Regions from separate parts of the Triticum aestivum genome. Here region 2 is linked to region 1. A link is a contact called in public Hi-C data. All regions are on one chromosome and are shown on one strand. The core of a region is the stretch at or near the end of the contact, and the rest is flanking DNA. Distances in the headings are between cores, read along the strand shown.

Evidence for each region. A called contact is a pair of places that touch in the nucleus more often than the background predicts.
Region 2: a contact with region 1 is called in a Hi-C map of leaf, with 3 times the contacts expected there. The contact joins the promoter of LOC123054278 here to the promoter of LOC123049813 in region 1. A contact is called at or near these places in 2 of 5 Hi-C or Micro-C datasets (both in leaf).

What each region holds. Positions count from the first base shown.
Region 1 is chr2D:533,600,875-533,607,998 of IWGSC CS RefSeq v2.1, forward strand. LOC123049813 reads left to right here and starts at 1,969. Exons shown (of 4, transcript XM_044472682.1): 1 at 1,969-2,339; 2 at 2,687-2,804; 3 at 2,918-3,070; 4 at 3,814-4,276. The coding sequence starts at 2,332. The coding sequence ends at 4,023.
Region 2 is chr2D:533,783,184-533,790,817 of IWGSC CS RefSeq v2.1, forward strand. LOC123054278 (APO protein 1, chloroplastic) reads right to left here and starts at 5,731. Exons shown (of 5, transcript XR_006426092.1): 1 at 5,391-5,731; 2 at 5,200-5,255; 3 at 4,192-4,553; 4 at 2,996-4,046; 5 at 2,416-2,908. LOC123054279 reads right to left here and starts at 2,176. Exons shown (of 2, transcript XM_044478010.1): 1 at 1,636-2,176; 2 at 608-1,541. The coding sequence starts at 1,659. The coding sequence ends at 747.

The DNA.
Region 1 (7,124 bases), core at 719-3,218:
GGGTGAAATGATGATACCATGCCAAGTTTGAACCTTTTCAGAGTTCATTTGTAGTGTTTTTCAATTTCAGGGTCATTTAGCTCAAAACAAATCAGTAAATGCATGAAAATAGCAAATGAAGGCACAAAGGGTTGAAAGTTGACGACGTGGCTTTGAATGGTGCATAATGAACGCACAAAAAGTCTGGAGTTGTAATAAGTTTAAAAAAATGAAGTGCCTTTGTAACAGATGAGTTTTCGTCCGAAACCCTGATACTCCGAAAGAGATTGTCCAGTTCGTACACGAAGTGCATCCAGTTTTTGCCGTAACCCTCTCTATTTTTTTATACGTGCTATGTAGGTGAAATGATGATACCATGCCAAGTTTCAACCTTTTTAGGGTTCATTTGTAGTGCTTTTCAATTTCAGGGTCATTTAGTTCAAAACAAATCAGTAAATGCATGAAAAACAGCAAATGAAGGCACAAAGGGTTGAAAGTTGACGACGTGGCTTTGAATGGTGCATAATGAACGCACAAAAAGTCTGGAGTTGTAATAAGTTTAAAAAATGAAGTGCCTTTTTAATAGATGAGTTTTCATCCGAAATCCTCATACTTCGAAAGAGAGTGTCCAGCTTGTACACGAAGTGCATGCAGTTTTTGCTGTAACCCTCTCTACTTTTTTGCACATGCTATGTGGGTGAAATGATGATACCATGCCAAATTTCAACCTTTTCAGAGTTCATTTGTAGTGCTTTTCAATTTCAGGGTCATTTAGCTCAAAACAAATCAGTAAATGCATGAAAAATAGCAAATGATGTGAGAAAGGGTTGAAAGTTGATGACGTGGCTTTGAATGGTGCATACTGAACGCAAATGAAGTGCCGGTGTAACAGATGAGTTTTCGTCCGTGTAAACATGTAAAAATATACATCAAAAATACATTGATCGTCAATCATCTTTTTGTGTAGAATCTGAATTGTCAATAGGAATCTTCCCCGGTTTATTGCATCCACAGATCCTACACATTGAGTTCAATGAAGACCAAGTAGTTGTGATAGTATGAGAAGTAACATATTTAAGGTGGTAAAACCCTGTTAGCGGAGCGAGGTGGGACTAAAAAACCGTTGCACGGTGAATCAACTAAGAAACTTTAGTACCGGTTGGTGGCATGAACCGGTACTAAAGGGGTTGGTGGGGCCCCAGCCCGCCAACAGCCTGCCACAGCCTCTTTAGTACCGGTTCGTGGTATGAACCGGTACTAAACGTTCACCATGAACCGGTACTAATGAGTGCCGCCCGCCTAGCCGTTTGAACCGGCACTAATGGTCACATTAGTGCCGGTTCAACTACAAAGCGGGACTAATATATTCACGTTAGGCCATTTTTCTACTAGTGTATGTTTGAATGCAAAAGCAATGCAAAAATGAGCTATTTGCTGAAATAGGACGGCCAGCCGGCCACGCCGTCACATGTGGGTCGACGCGTTGGGCGCACTATCGACGCAAATCTAAAATAGTGCGGACGCCGGGCGGGCGGCCGACCCAAACGGACAAAATCGTCGTCCGTTTAGGTCGGCCCGTTGGAGTTGCTCTTACAGTTGAATATAAGTTGGTATGCTACAAAGATCACAGTCTCATCTTCTCTTCGTAATATCGTACCTGCAGCCGCCATCACTAGGTGAAAAACGAGCCATGGATGAAAAGGATGAGATCTATGATTAAAGTTCACCGACACATGCCTAGCCTCATGTGGCCCAGGCACGCCCCCATATTATGCGGGCCGCCCCGGCAGCAGCCACGTTGGTCCGCGTAGAATTTATCAGGTCATGCCGGCACGTTGGTCCGCGAGAGGCATGGCCGCGGGCCACGATGCCGGCACAGCCCGATTATATGTGTGCCGGGCCTCGGGCCAGCCGGGCACGCGGGCTATGGGGCTGGCACGCCTTGACCAGCCCATTTGGCCACCTTTGGCCCTTCTTCCTCGTCTTCCCCAAGCGAATTGCTAACCTAGCCCAGCCCTCTTTCGTTCGCACACCCCCGCCGCCAACCTCCAGCTCCGGCTCGCGAGACACCGCCACCACCCTCCCGCTAACCAGCCACAGCCTCCCCAACGCCCCTGAGCGCGCTGCCACCCTGCGTCCCCTGACCATCGCGCCATCGTTCTCCGACCTCCTGCCAGTCACCGCCGTCGAAACCAACCACGTCGCCTCCCTGACCAAGACCACGACGCCGCCGCCCCTCAGCACGCGGAACGAGACACTCGTCGGTTGAATTTGCGCCGCCCCAGTGCAGTCCAGCCCCAATACTGCATCGATCTATCTATTGTGCTCCCGTCCGCACCGGCAGTGGCGACGATGAAGATGTCAGTACTCATTTGCTGTTTAAAATTTCAGTGCCATGGCAATCTCGTAGCTGTAAACTGCTCTCTCTGTTGTGCAATCCCTTGCAAAACTAAGTTTAGTACATAATGGTCCCTGAGCGATGATCCTATCGCAGAGGAATTAGTTGGTTTGATTGGGAATTTATGCAGATAAATTGCTGGGACTGACATATTGTCCTATCCTAGTTCTGTTTCGCGTTAGTGTTTAGTCCCAGTTCTCGATCTTCATAGCTAGACGCTGAATAATTTAAAATCTGAATCTTCATTATCTATCAGCTGTCTTTGTAATCTGGAGTTCTGAATATCCAAAGCTCTTTATTGTTCTGTAGTGAGAAAGCAAATGCAGGACATCTCACCAACTTCGAAGTTCTCGACTTCTTACGGAAAAGAGGTGCAAAAACTGATCCGATGGGATGTTTGGGGGCCGTTGCTGCATCAGAGTGTAAGGTATATGTTGTTTCTCTGGTGCTTGACCCAATGTGTATGCTCAATAACCTTGTTTGATACGTGTCCCTTTTTTATGCTTAAACTGGTCCCATGTTTATTGTTGTGACAAACAGGTATACGAGTACCTCCTGAAAACTCCTGCTTGCAATCAGACAAGGGAATCAGTTACTGAATTTGCAAGCACATGTGAGGGTTTCAAGCTTACTGATGCTGACAAGCAAAACATAATCAATTGGAGGCCAACCTCAGCAGCTGATGTTTATGCGGTATTGCCATGTTTATTTTGCTGATCTTAAGATTCCCGTTAGTATGCTATCTACGTTAGCTGATAGGGGCACAAACCAAGATATGTAGATATAATATACTGATACTTTGGACCATTTGTGACATCTTGAATAGAAGTGTCTTTTGTTATGATATTTAGTTTTCTTATCCCTCATCGTGATGAGAGATTAAACTCAAGACTCAACATTGGCCAGCTTTGACTGATTTCTGAAATAGTGGTGCAAATATATTTTGGTAGCAATGATGCATTTTTCAGAAATGTGTGGTTACATATCTACCTGATTTATCGCTAAGAAATCTAAGTTATCTCAACGTTGGATGTTTATTATTATATATGGATTCTGGCATCTGTAGGTCATCTGTTTATCTTTAATCGTTGAATTAAACTAGTATAGAATATAGATGAGCTCTGTTCTTTGGGCTTGGGTGTGTTCCTGTACTTTCGCATGTATAGATGTGCATGCAAAATCTTATTGGCAAATGTTTTGGGTACCAAACTACTGTAAGACCTTAAGCCACTCGTTGATCCCTGTTATAAAACATTACGCTATCACAGAATGAAATTGGTTTTCTTGTCCAGAGATTTTGAGAGAATCGTTGGGTGTTGTAGTCCGTCATCTGTTCACAAACAAGTACCACAGCTGTTTTGTTGGCTCACCTCCCACCTTCTCGAGGTTTTAGGTTAAGACCTCATTCATCTAATTTGGTCCATTGTCCATTGCAGATGGTGGAGGAGTGTGGGAAAAGATTTTGCAAGGACGAGCGAGGAGTGCCGCAGGATGAAGAGGACCGTGCCAAGGAACTTGTGGCTCTTGTAAACGAGATTTTTCCAGCACCACCTGCAAAGCCAAAGGATGAGGTGGATATGAAGCCAGAGGATGAAGTGGATGCGAAGCCAGAGGATGAAGTGGATGTGGATATGAAGGACAGCTGAAAGGGTTTGGTTCTGCTATATATATAAAGGGTTTGTTTCTTGACGAGGGATAGACTTTCGCATCGACCTGTAGCTTATCTATGCATCTGCATACATGTTCTGGGTAACTGCTTGTGGTGGCAGAAGGCCAATATTGTTTGAGACATCAATGTCAGAAACAACAAATTGACCTATGAGCTTCAATCGCAGTTTTGAGGTTCTCTTCGTCCTTGCTGGAAACGAAAATGAAGTCGAGGACTCGACATTTCCTTTACATGTAAACTCGAATTTCCAGATTTATCGCAACACATATATCTGGCTGGGTGCTCCAACAAGCTGCCCAAACGGCAAAGCTTGGAAGCAGGAGTAGCAGGCACCTGTAACTGATTGCTTTAAACCGGGGGTCCTCCAACTCCAACTCCAGCCTAAGGCCTAAGATCATCTGCAGCCGGACCTGACTAATCCGACCACTCAAACACTCGCGGACCTGCCGGCCGGGTTTGCGTACTGACTAGTCACGCCTCAAATAGCACGTTCCAAATTTGGGATATCTCAAATTCATATTATTACATGCAACGTAAACCGATTTTTAAGCGGAGCTTGTCTGGCTCTGTCGTGATCATGTCCGGCCGCCAGCTACGCTCTCATAGCTCACGGGACACGAGCCAGCTCACGGGACTCAAGGCGCCATCGTCTCCCATGCCCTACTATTTCTCGTCGGAGCCGGAACCCTGACGGTGCCGGTGGACGTCAGATTGATGATGGATCCGTCGTGGGACGAGCCAGCGACACGGGGCGCCGGAGAATGCGACTCCGCCTCACCGACGTCCACCGCCACGAGGCCTGTCGTCCCCTCCCGTGCCCGCTGCCTCGCATGGAGGACAAGTTGCGCCATGTTTGCATCAGATAACGCCCACGATGAGTCTTGCTGCATCGCGCGTCAATGTTTTGTGCGACCGCCACCGCGTTCGGATGCCAGACGAACCACACAGCTTCCGATGAGGCAACAACGGTACACCTAGCGCCGGATCCATGCGCCATTTGGGCGTATGCAATGGATTCCCGACGGAAGGAGTCCGCGCGCTGCCTCGCACGGGCCTCCTCTCGGGAGCGACGGAGCGCAAGCCGGACGGCCATCTTCTCCTCGGGGCCGCGTGGGATGAGCTCGGGGTCGATAGGTCTGGAGGTGAAGGATATGGATCCGCTGTCCGCCACGCCGGAGATTGCTGGATGGGAGCTTGGGTGGCGGAGGGGTGTGGAGTGAAGTGGGTAGGGTTTGGTCCGGCGAGCGGATGGAGAGGAATAATCGTCGGCCGGTCCGACATGATGGACGCGCCCGGACGCTTCCACATCCACGTCACGTTTGGACTGAATATGAGAGATGCCGGTCAGCCCAGGCGTTTTGAGGCGCCCGCCTGAATCAAATTTTCGCGACCGGGCCGTCCGCCCGGACGTTTGAGACGGGTTTGACGTGTTCGGCTGTAGGTGCTCTGAACCAACTCATCCATTGTGGACGAACACGATGTACAACATCGTCAATCCCGTATCGCGGTAGGATATGACGACCGTTTTCGCCTGAAACTTTCCCAACACGAAGCAGCAGCATCCCTAGTTCCCTACCTACCCTCGGGCCCCAGATCATCAGAAGCTAAGGCCTTGTACAATGCAAAGTGCTTAAGGGTGGTGCTTAGAGAAATAAATCACGCTTTCCTTAAGCACCGATGCTTATTTGTACAGGATAAACGCTTAACTAAGCGTCTCTCATGTAAAAATAGGCGCCGGTGCTTAAAAAAACTCGATTTATTTTTTTAAACACCTCCCTAAACATCTTTCATTATACAAGGCCTTAAGCCATAAGCTTGGCCCTGATGGGATGGGGTGGGCGCACAAACAAAAGCCGGCCGATCGTCGAGCAACGGGCCTCACCATATATTCTCTGTCCCCCCTATCTTCTTCAAGACTTGTACTCGAGCAATCGGAGGCTGGGCGCCACCACTATCAACAGAAACAACAGTAGCGGAATCGCGGAACAAAAGAGAGCAGCAGCACGGACCCGTACGCTTCCTTGTTTCGACGTCCAGGACCAGGAGGGAAAGTTGGTTTTGATCCGCGTGCGTGCGTGCGTTTAACCGATGAGCACGCGCGTGGCTGGTTAGAGCATGGTTAATAGTATAGCCAGCTGCTGGCTATAAGCTAGTGCCATGTCATCTACATCCCATCTTATAGCCAACATGTATAATAGTACATCAAAAAAGTGTATTACTTTTTTATTATGTGACCCACCTTTCATTTTCATAAAGTGCCTAGGAGCACGTGCTAGAGCTGGCTCTTCACGAAGAGCCCGCTTACCTTCTCTCTTCTCTTCTCTTTCCTCCAACTAAACAGAAATATACTAGTTTATTTCTTATAGTCCGCTGACTCAGTTCTATTATACTTGCTCTTATTGCGTCTTGGCGATCGGCCATGCCGGGCGGCCGGAAGTGGCTGCTTTTTTTCCTTTCTTTCCCGAAGAGGAGCTGTGGAGACAAAGCATAAGGTTTGACCGCTATAGCCTAGAGCATGTTCCTGCATTTTTTTTTCAAAATGGAGGCAAAATAATTCCCTTATCGATTAATTAAGAAGAAGAGAATTGCCCAGTTAATTTACTGTTCCCGCTGTTGAGTATATGTGTTGTGCATATCTGTGTATTGGGTCCATCTCTTAGTTCTTTGTATAGTTGAGGTCGTGGTCCACCTCTTGTACATCATATATACGTGTCTTTGCACATGAGCAATACATCGTGCAATTTCCACAACATACATGGTATCAGCTTTTTAGGTTACGACCTCGCTTCCGCCTTGCCGCCGCCGCCGCCATCCTAGCCGCCGCCGCCCGCGCCCCTGTCGTGCCCGCTGCCTAAACCTAGCCGCGTCGCCGTTGTAGCTTTCCTAGCTCCCGTCGCCGCTCTTGCCTACTCGCCCGCGCGCCGTACGTACTGCTGCTGCCTCCATCTACCTGATCCCATCTAGCTAGCTTGTGCGTATCCAGCTCGTCTGCTTCGCTGCTGCTCATCTTGCTGCTCCGTGCCCCCGCCAAACCCTAGCCTCCACGGGCCGCCACACCACTCTTTTCCATCCATCGCC
Region 2 (7,634 bases), core at 4,481-6,980, 190 kb after region 1:
GGCAGTGCTCGGGGAGAAGAAGGTCGCGCTCGAGGAAAACAGGGTGAAGATCGCCGCCAATGCGGAGGACGTCAAAATGTTGACCTTGAATATCGACTCTTTGGATGCCGACGCTAGTATTATCGTGCAAGCCATCCGCTATCAGATGCTGGAGTGGTAGAAAGATCATTTGCCGACGGCGGAAGATGAGGACGCGGACGCGAAGGCTGCCTACGCAGCAGCGACGGCACCTCCTTGATCGAGAAGCATCTTGCTAGGATGACCGGTCTAGCAAGGCAGAAATGCATGGACTGATATTATTTTGGATTCGGGCATGTAAAAACTAAGCATATTTGCCTCCTTTTGGTTGTGATCATGGATACGATCCGGCATCCGGCGCATTGTGTGGATCGGCGTAGATTTGAATTTAAGTTTACTGGTGAACAGAATGTGGCTACAGTTGAATGGCGTCTTCTCGCATCCGTGTCCACCAATTGATGCCTCGTCCATGGACGAATACGCGAGGATTTTTGTGGGTTGCGGCCTGATAAATTTCTGTGAGATGTTGCGTCGCGAGAAATGCATCCCGATGTGATTTTGCTCGATCAACAGTTCAACAGAGGATTCCAAGAAATAAACTGAATAATTCATGGCGATCGATCAGGTGGATGTTGTACATGAACGAGGGAATGGTGGGAGAAGGGGAGAAATGGTGGATTAGCGTTGTCCCCGATCCATGGGATGTGGCTCCATCGATCATGCAAGGTTCACATGACGTGGCAGCCAACGGCGTTGTCCTCGTTGAAGTAGTCCGCATCGAAGCGGGACGGCTGGGGCCGGACCAGTTGCTGGTGATGGGGAGGCTGCCACGGCATCGGCGCCGGCGGCATCGCGTAGTACCCGCCGCCGTTGTAGTAGGACGGCGCAGTCACGTTCGCCGCCGCGTAGTACGGCATCGTCGGCATGTACTGCATGGGCACGGCCATGCTGGGCGGCTCGGCGCGGTAGTACTGGTGATGCACCGCCGCCGGAGCTTGGTCGGGAGCGGAGGCCTTGGCCTCGGCGGCAAAGCCGTCGGCTTCTTGTTTGAAGGCGCTCCTTTCGTCACCGGTGGTGCCTTTGACCTTCTTGCCGTGATCATCGGCGTCACCGCCGTCGCCGCGCGGGGACTGCTGTTTCTGGTGCGCGCACTTGGTGCATTCTTTCTTGGACGACGCCGCCGGCGGCTTATCGCCGCTGTTGTCCATGCCGTCCTCCTTGCGCTTGCTCTTCTCGCCCGCCATCGCCGGCGCCGGCGCCGTCCAGTCGCCGCCGTCGCGATCCTTCCCGCCATCACCCTCGCGCTTCTTCGGCTGCTCCGGCGCCGCCTCCACCACCTCGGCGATCTTGCCGACCTTGGCGAGCTTCTTGACGAGCACCTTGGTGTCGACGTTGCCGACGACGGTGACCCGGTCGAGCGATGGGTGGATCTCCGTCCTCAGCACGCCCTTGAGGTTCATGGCCTTCATCACCTTCCTCCTGCAGCCGTCGCAGCAGCTCACGTTCACCTTCAAATCGACTCTCTGCACACACCACCACCAACAAAAACCCGGTCAGAGGTGTCCATTAATTCACAGCAAACACCATGGACGACTGAGCTCTGGATGTTAACCATACCTTGAGCTCTTCTTCCTTAGCCATGGTGATGATGACTACGGCGCGGGAGCTCAAGAGAGGCGACCGATCGCTCTGGAGCTGAGTGAGTGAATGATGAGGTGGGTTGGCTAGACCGTTGCCGCCCCGTATTTATACACCAGTGAACGAACACCGAACACACATGTGCAGTGCAGAGAGCTCTTGCAACGGGAGCAGTTTAGATACCCGGCCATACGTACACGGTCCGTCTGTTGATTCCTAGCTGTATTTACGCCTGCTATTGTAATCATCCTAGCATAAGGGAGGAGAGGGTATATACGGGGACAACTCAATCATGTGTACTTGCAGTTCATTTTTTTTTATGTACTTGCAGTTGCATTGCAGCCGCTCACCATGTTTGCTCTGTTCTTGCGCCAGCATCAGAGCAGGGCAGAGATATTATGCTGTGGCATCTTCACTGGCTACTGTAATAATATATGTGATGACCCCACATCTTTAGCTAGTACTACAATATTACTTCAACTGAAGGTTCTTTTCCTAGTGCATATATGCTATTAAAAAAAAATTGTGCGAGCTGGGGGCCCTTAATTTGAGATTATGTTGTTGACTTGCTGGGACATGGTTTATACAAAGTTGTACTCCCTCCGTCCGAAAATATTTATCGAAGAAATGGATAAAAATAGATGTATCTAAAACTAAAATACATCTAGATACATCCATTTCTCCGACAAGTATTTCCGGACGGAGGGAGTAACTGCAAATGGTTTATGATATCTGCAGTTCACTGCTGAGAAGAGCATGTAAGCATTGATCAGGCTGGCTGAATAGCCTGGCATACATCCTTCAGAAACAAATATACTAAGTCTACTTCATGGCTCTCTAACCATCCATTTGATATAGCTTTTGCAGCCATGTTACAGAGTATACAGCACAAAAGAGTAGAGGAGAGAGTACATTATACCGATAAATCTGATGGTATACATGTAGCCGCACCGGGAGCGATGATCTGGGATTCTGGGGGCAGGTACAAGTTGCACAGCTTTTAGTCCATGATTAATCACAGCCAGACGCACAAATACCCGAACAAATCCCGGTGATTAGTTTAATCCCAAGAATCAGCTCGCCATTAAGCATGGTACCAGCAGTGGAAAGGGGGAAGCCATCTGTATCGAGCCATCGTAAGTGCCTCACAGTCTAGCATAGGGAAGCATATAGCATCTCACGCCATTAAACAAGATTATACACACCATAGCAGAGGACATCCTTTTCCACTTCCTTTCTTCAAGTTGTGCATCTGCCGCAAAGCAGTGATCAAATGGTCACAAGATGCATAGTATCACTAGGAAGACAGGCGAGCGGAGGCAGGATATTCGGGGATCACCTTTTGATGAATACTTTTAGCAGATCTATGAATCAATTTTGAGAGTATGTCTGGTCATGGTTCAGCATTGTATTAGTATTATAAGACAACCTATGCATTTGCTGCTGCCTCAGGCAATATGACAGGGCCCAACCATGAGGCATCCGGGTAACAAGCACCTTTGGCTGGAATTTGGACTCCGGGCATCTTCAGAAGTGCAGGGGCAGAACATTGTTTTCATGCAGCCATCCGAGCTTCATCAGGGTCTGGGATGATGATATCAGTCCTCATCATTGGCCGGTACTCTGCAGGTATTTCAGCTCCCGCCTGCACACATAGCTCGACAACGGCCGGAGCTTTGCCATAGAAACTCCTTAGAGAGGATCTGAGAGGAGGGCCAGTGGGGTCAGGGACATGCCACACATAGTTCGGCGGTATGACCTCATCCACAACAGCATCCTGCCACCCGTGCTTGCCGTCTCGCCACTGGTGCTTGAAAGCCCCACAGAGCTTCACATTGTGTCCCCATGGACCAACGTGGACCTCAGAGCAGTACCCGCATGCTTTTACCGTATACTTGCTCATCAGCTGTGCAACACCCTGCCGGACATCGCAGTATGCTTTCAGTGTCCTCTCTGCATGCTCTTTCACATTGGCTGGCACGGGTGACTGTCCCTGTTGGTTGCTAAATGTGTCAAGCTCAGCAAGAAGAGATATACAGTCCTCCGATCGGTGTGGCTTAGGCTCATCGACAACTCCGCCACGGTCAATAACCTTCTTGCCAATCATCCGCACTGGAGCAGTCCGTCTCCTTGTGGGATATTGTGGTAGGTCGACACCAGCCTGAATGCATAGCTCAAGAATTGCTGGAATCCTGTCGAAGTCAAACCTGGTGTCATGCTTGACCCTCCGCCCAAATGGGTCAAAAAGATGGTAAGATTCGATCGGGAGCAGCACATCGTTGATGGATCCTCTGACCCAAGAGTGGTGACTATTTCGACGCTGGCTTCCTGAACCATAGCAATCTTGTATCTGGTGGCCAACTGGGCCAACATGGACTTGAGGGCATTTTCTACAAAATAACAAGACGGATATTAATATACAAGATATTTGCCGAATCATGTCACATGATAGTGATCGAAGTGCCTATACAAGGGTCTTGAAACATTAATGCATGTATAAACAGCTTATGGCACAGATCAGAATTTAGTGTTTACCTGCAACCATAAACTGTAACAACATTCAGAAGTTGAGAGATGCCTCTGATGAGCACTTTCCAGGTATCAAGGACTTCGTAGGCAACAGGCACAAGCTCTGGTAAAAGCAAACCGTTCTTTGGGGGCTCAAGAGGCTTCTCTATCCTCATCTGTGCAAGCCTCTTATCTTTGCGGGAAGCTTGAAGCATCTTTTTAATTGGGACAGGAAAGGGCTTCTTTTTGTTCTTCGGGTGTAATTCTGGGAGATCAACATTTTGCGGTTGTTGCTGATACCTCTCATGCCTCTTGCTAGCAGGATCAGGAGAGTACTCACAGCATGTTACTGACCTTGCCTGGCCAACCCGTTGAGGTTGGGATCCTATCTGTGACAAGTTGTAAACAAAAGGGATAAGCATAAACAGTGTTTGCAAACAGAGAGTGAGCGTAAAATTCTTCCACTGCGGCAGCACTCCATCACAAATTCTTTTCAAGCATTCTACCGAAACCAAAATGACAGTAAAACAAACCAACGGGCCGTCAATAGTAGTTATCTGCCAGAATGTAATCACAGGAATAATGGTGTAGACTGAAAGGGGATCTCAAATTCAATGTAAAATGGCACTGCAGCAGGCCTGGCTGCATAAGATATCCACAACTGAAAAATGATAGGCCCTACGAATCTGAATAATTTTTGTTCCTAGCTGGGTGTATAGAGATGATATACTTGTATTTGTCTTTAATGTTACAGCAATTTGCCAATCAATAAGCTAGAGAAAGGCATGGGAGTTAAAGCGCAGCACGGGTACTGAAAAAGTTTTGCTATGGAACAGCAACCCCACTTCTAATGATTACCATTCATACGAGCAACGCAGCATCATAAACATCCATTTTGACTACCTAGAATGGTTGGAGGGCACTTCATATACTCAATTGGCTAACCTCCAGATGACATAAGAATCCATTCAAGCCTCTTGGCTGTCCTGTGATTGACTGGGAAATGATTGTACAGCGAGAGCAAGGAATCGATACCTTTACTAACTGGTTGGCCCTGGTTCCATTGATGCCTGTCAAGCTAAAACGAACGCCTGAATTGAAGATTCAAAGGTGAACTTTAGACTCAATTATACACAATTCTGACAATAATGTAAGAGTTAGGATATTGAAAAGGCAGTGGAGCTGTGGAAGGCAATGAGGATTATTGCTTGGCAATGAGAACCTACCCTTACAGTTAAGTATCTCCATGATACAAACCAGCACCCAAAAAGAGCGCTGCTAAATTCAGCAGATACTGCTGCTTCGGTTACCCGGATAGGGAGGAGGAGCAGACGATGCCGGTGGCGGAGGAAGGGCGGCAGCGGCGCCGGCAAAGGAAGAAGAGAAGGGCCGGGGCGGAAGTGCGCAGGGAGAGACCGAGCCGCCGTCTCCTCGCGCCCGTCCGTACGCAGGGAGCGCTACTGCCGAGCCCAGCGGAGAAACTATTGGGTAGGTCGCGGGCACGGAGGAGGGTGGCAGTGGCCGGAGCTGACGGGCGGCGACGAGCGTTGCACGAGTGGCGGAGAGAGATAAGAACAGCAAGGGTGAAAATATCTCGGGTTGTTATTCACACGTGGGCCCCGTAGGTCTGCCTGATACACAGGCTCAGCAATTTGGGAAAATGGGCTGTAATGTGCATGAGAGTGCACATGTATTGGGCCTGAACACTCGGTTAGACTACCCATGATGGAGTAACATAGTTAGTAACATCACATATATTTAGATAAAATAAATGATGTGGCAAGTAATAAATGAAGAAAGAGAGGCATGTGGTAACATAGCTAGTTATTACTAGTATGAGTAAACATCACACATATCAAGGCAAGATGAGTCTATAGCCTAATAAATGAAGTGTTGCATGTTACCACACATATGTTACTTCCCACTATAGAGGTAGTAACATAGAACAGTAACATGCCCATGTTACTACTCTATGTTACTACCCATTGTGACTAGTCTAAAGAAAGAGCATGGCTGTTCCACTCGGTTAAAGAAAGGGAATTCCCTATTTACACGAAATCACTCCGTTCCTAAATACTCCCTCCGTTCCTAAATATTTGTTTTCCTAGAGATTTCAAATGGACTATCACATATGGATGTATATAGACATATTAGAATGTAGATTCATTTATTTTGCTCCGTATGTAGTCATTTGTTGAAATCTCTAGAAAGACCCTATTTGTCTTTTTAGAGATTTCAACAAATGAGTACATACGGAGCAAAATGAGTGAATCTACACTCTAAAATATATCTATATACATCCGTATGCTGTAGTCCATTTGCAATCTCTAAAAAGACAAATATTTAGAAACGGGGGAGTAGATCACATGATAATAGGTTTTAACTAAATTTCTTATAAAAGGAAAAAGACAAATACCAAAAAATCCGATAAAAAACGAAAACAAATAAACCGGCAACCAAAAAATGAATGACAAAAAAACGAAGGCAGAAATACAGTTGTGTTTTTTCAAAAAATATCATTTTCGAGAAGCACAATTTTTGTTTTTGTTTTTGAGAAGTACAGATCTATGTCTCCACTAGAAGCAAATTTGTGCTTCTCGTGGACACACATATTTTTCATTTCCGAGAAGTACAGTGTCGCTTCTCGTGGACACACATATTTTTCATTTCCGAGAAGTACAGTGTCGCTTCTCGTGGAAGTAAATCCGTGCCTCTATGTGCTTCTCGGAAAAGCACTTTTTTTTTCTTTTCGAGAAGCACAGTTGTGCTTCTCGCGGAAGCAAATCTATACTTCTTGTGGAAGTATAATTTTTGTTCCCTTTTTCAAGAAGCACAACTCTGTGCTTCCATAAGAAGCAAATATGTGTTTCTCGTGGAGGCATATTTTTACCCGCGCAAAAAAAGTTCACGCAATTGTTTTCTCCAAGCCCTAGGAAAAACCAGGTGAAAACCAAAAAGCCCAAAAAGCCTAGAAAAACCGATCTTAAATCCGAAAACGCGTATTGAAAAATTTTAAAAAAATCAAGAGGGAGCGCCCAGCACGCCACATGTGGTGGTGGTTGGACACACCACTTGGCATGCTCCCAAGCCACTAAAAGTGACCCCTGAAGGTCCCTAGCGAGAGGTAACCTCCATAGCACAAACGCCGCCCACTGAGAATAGATGTCATCGACAAGATAGTATCCCATGTTGCAGTATCGGCCGTTGACAGCGTAGTTGCACGGCGGTGATTCCCAATTGCAAAGCCTCCTGAACATCGGAGATTGCTGAAGCACGTTGACGTCGTTGTGAGAACCCGATATTTCAAAGAAAGCATGCTAAAGCCATAAGTCATGCGATGCCACCGCTTCTAGTATGATGGTGGCCTCTTTGGTGTGACCTTGATACATTCCCCACAAAACTTTGGGGCAGTTCTTTCATTGCCAAATGCATGCAATCAATTGATCCGATCATTCCTGGAAACCCCTGGC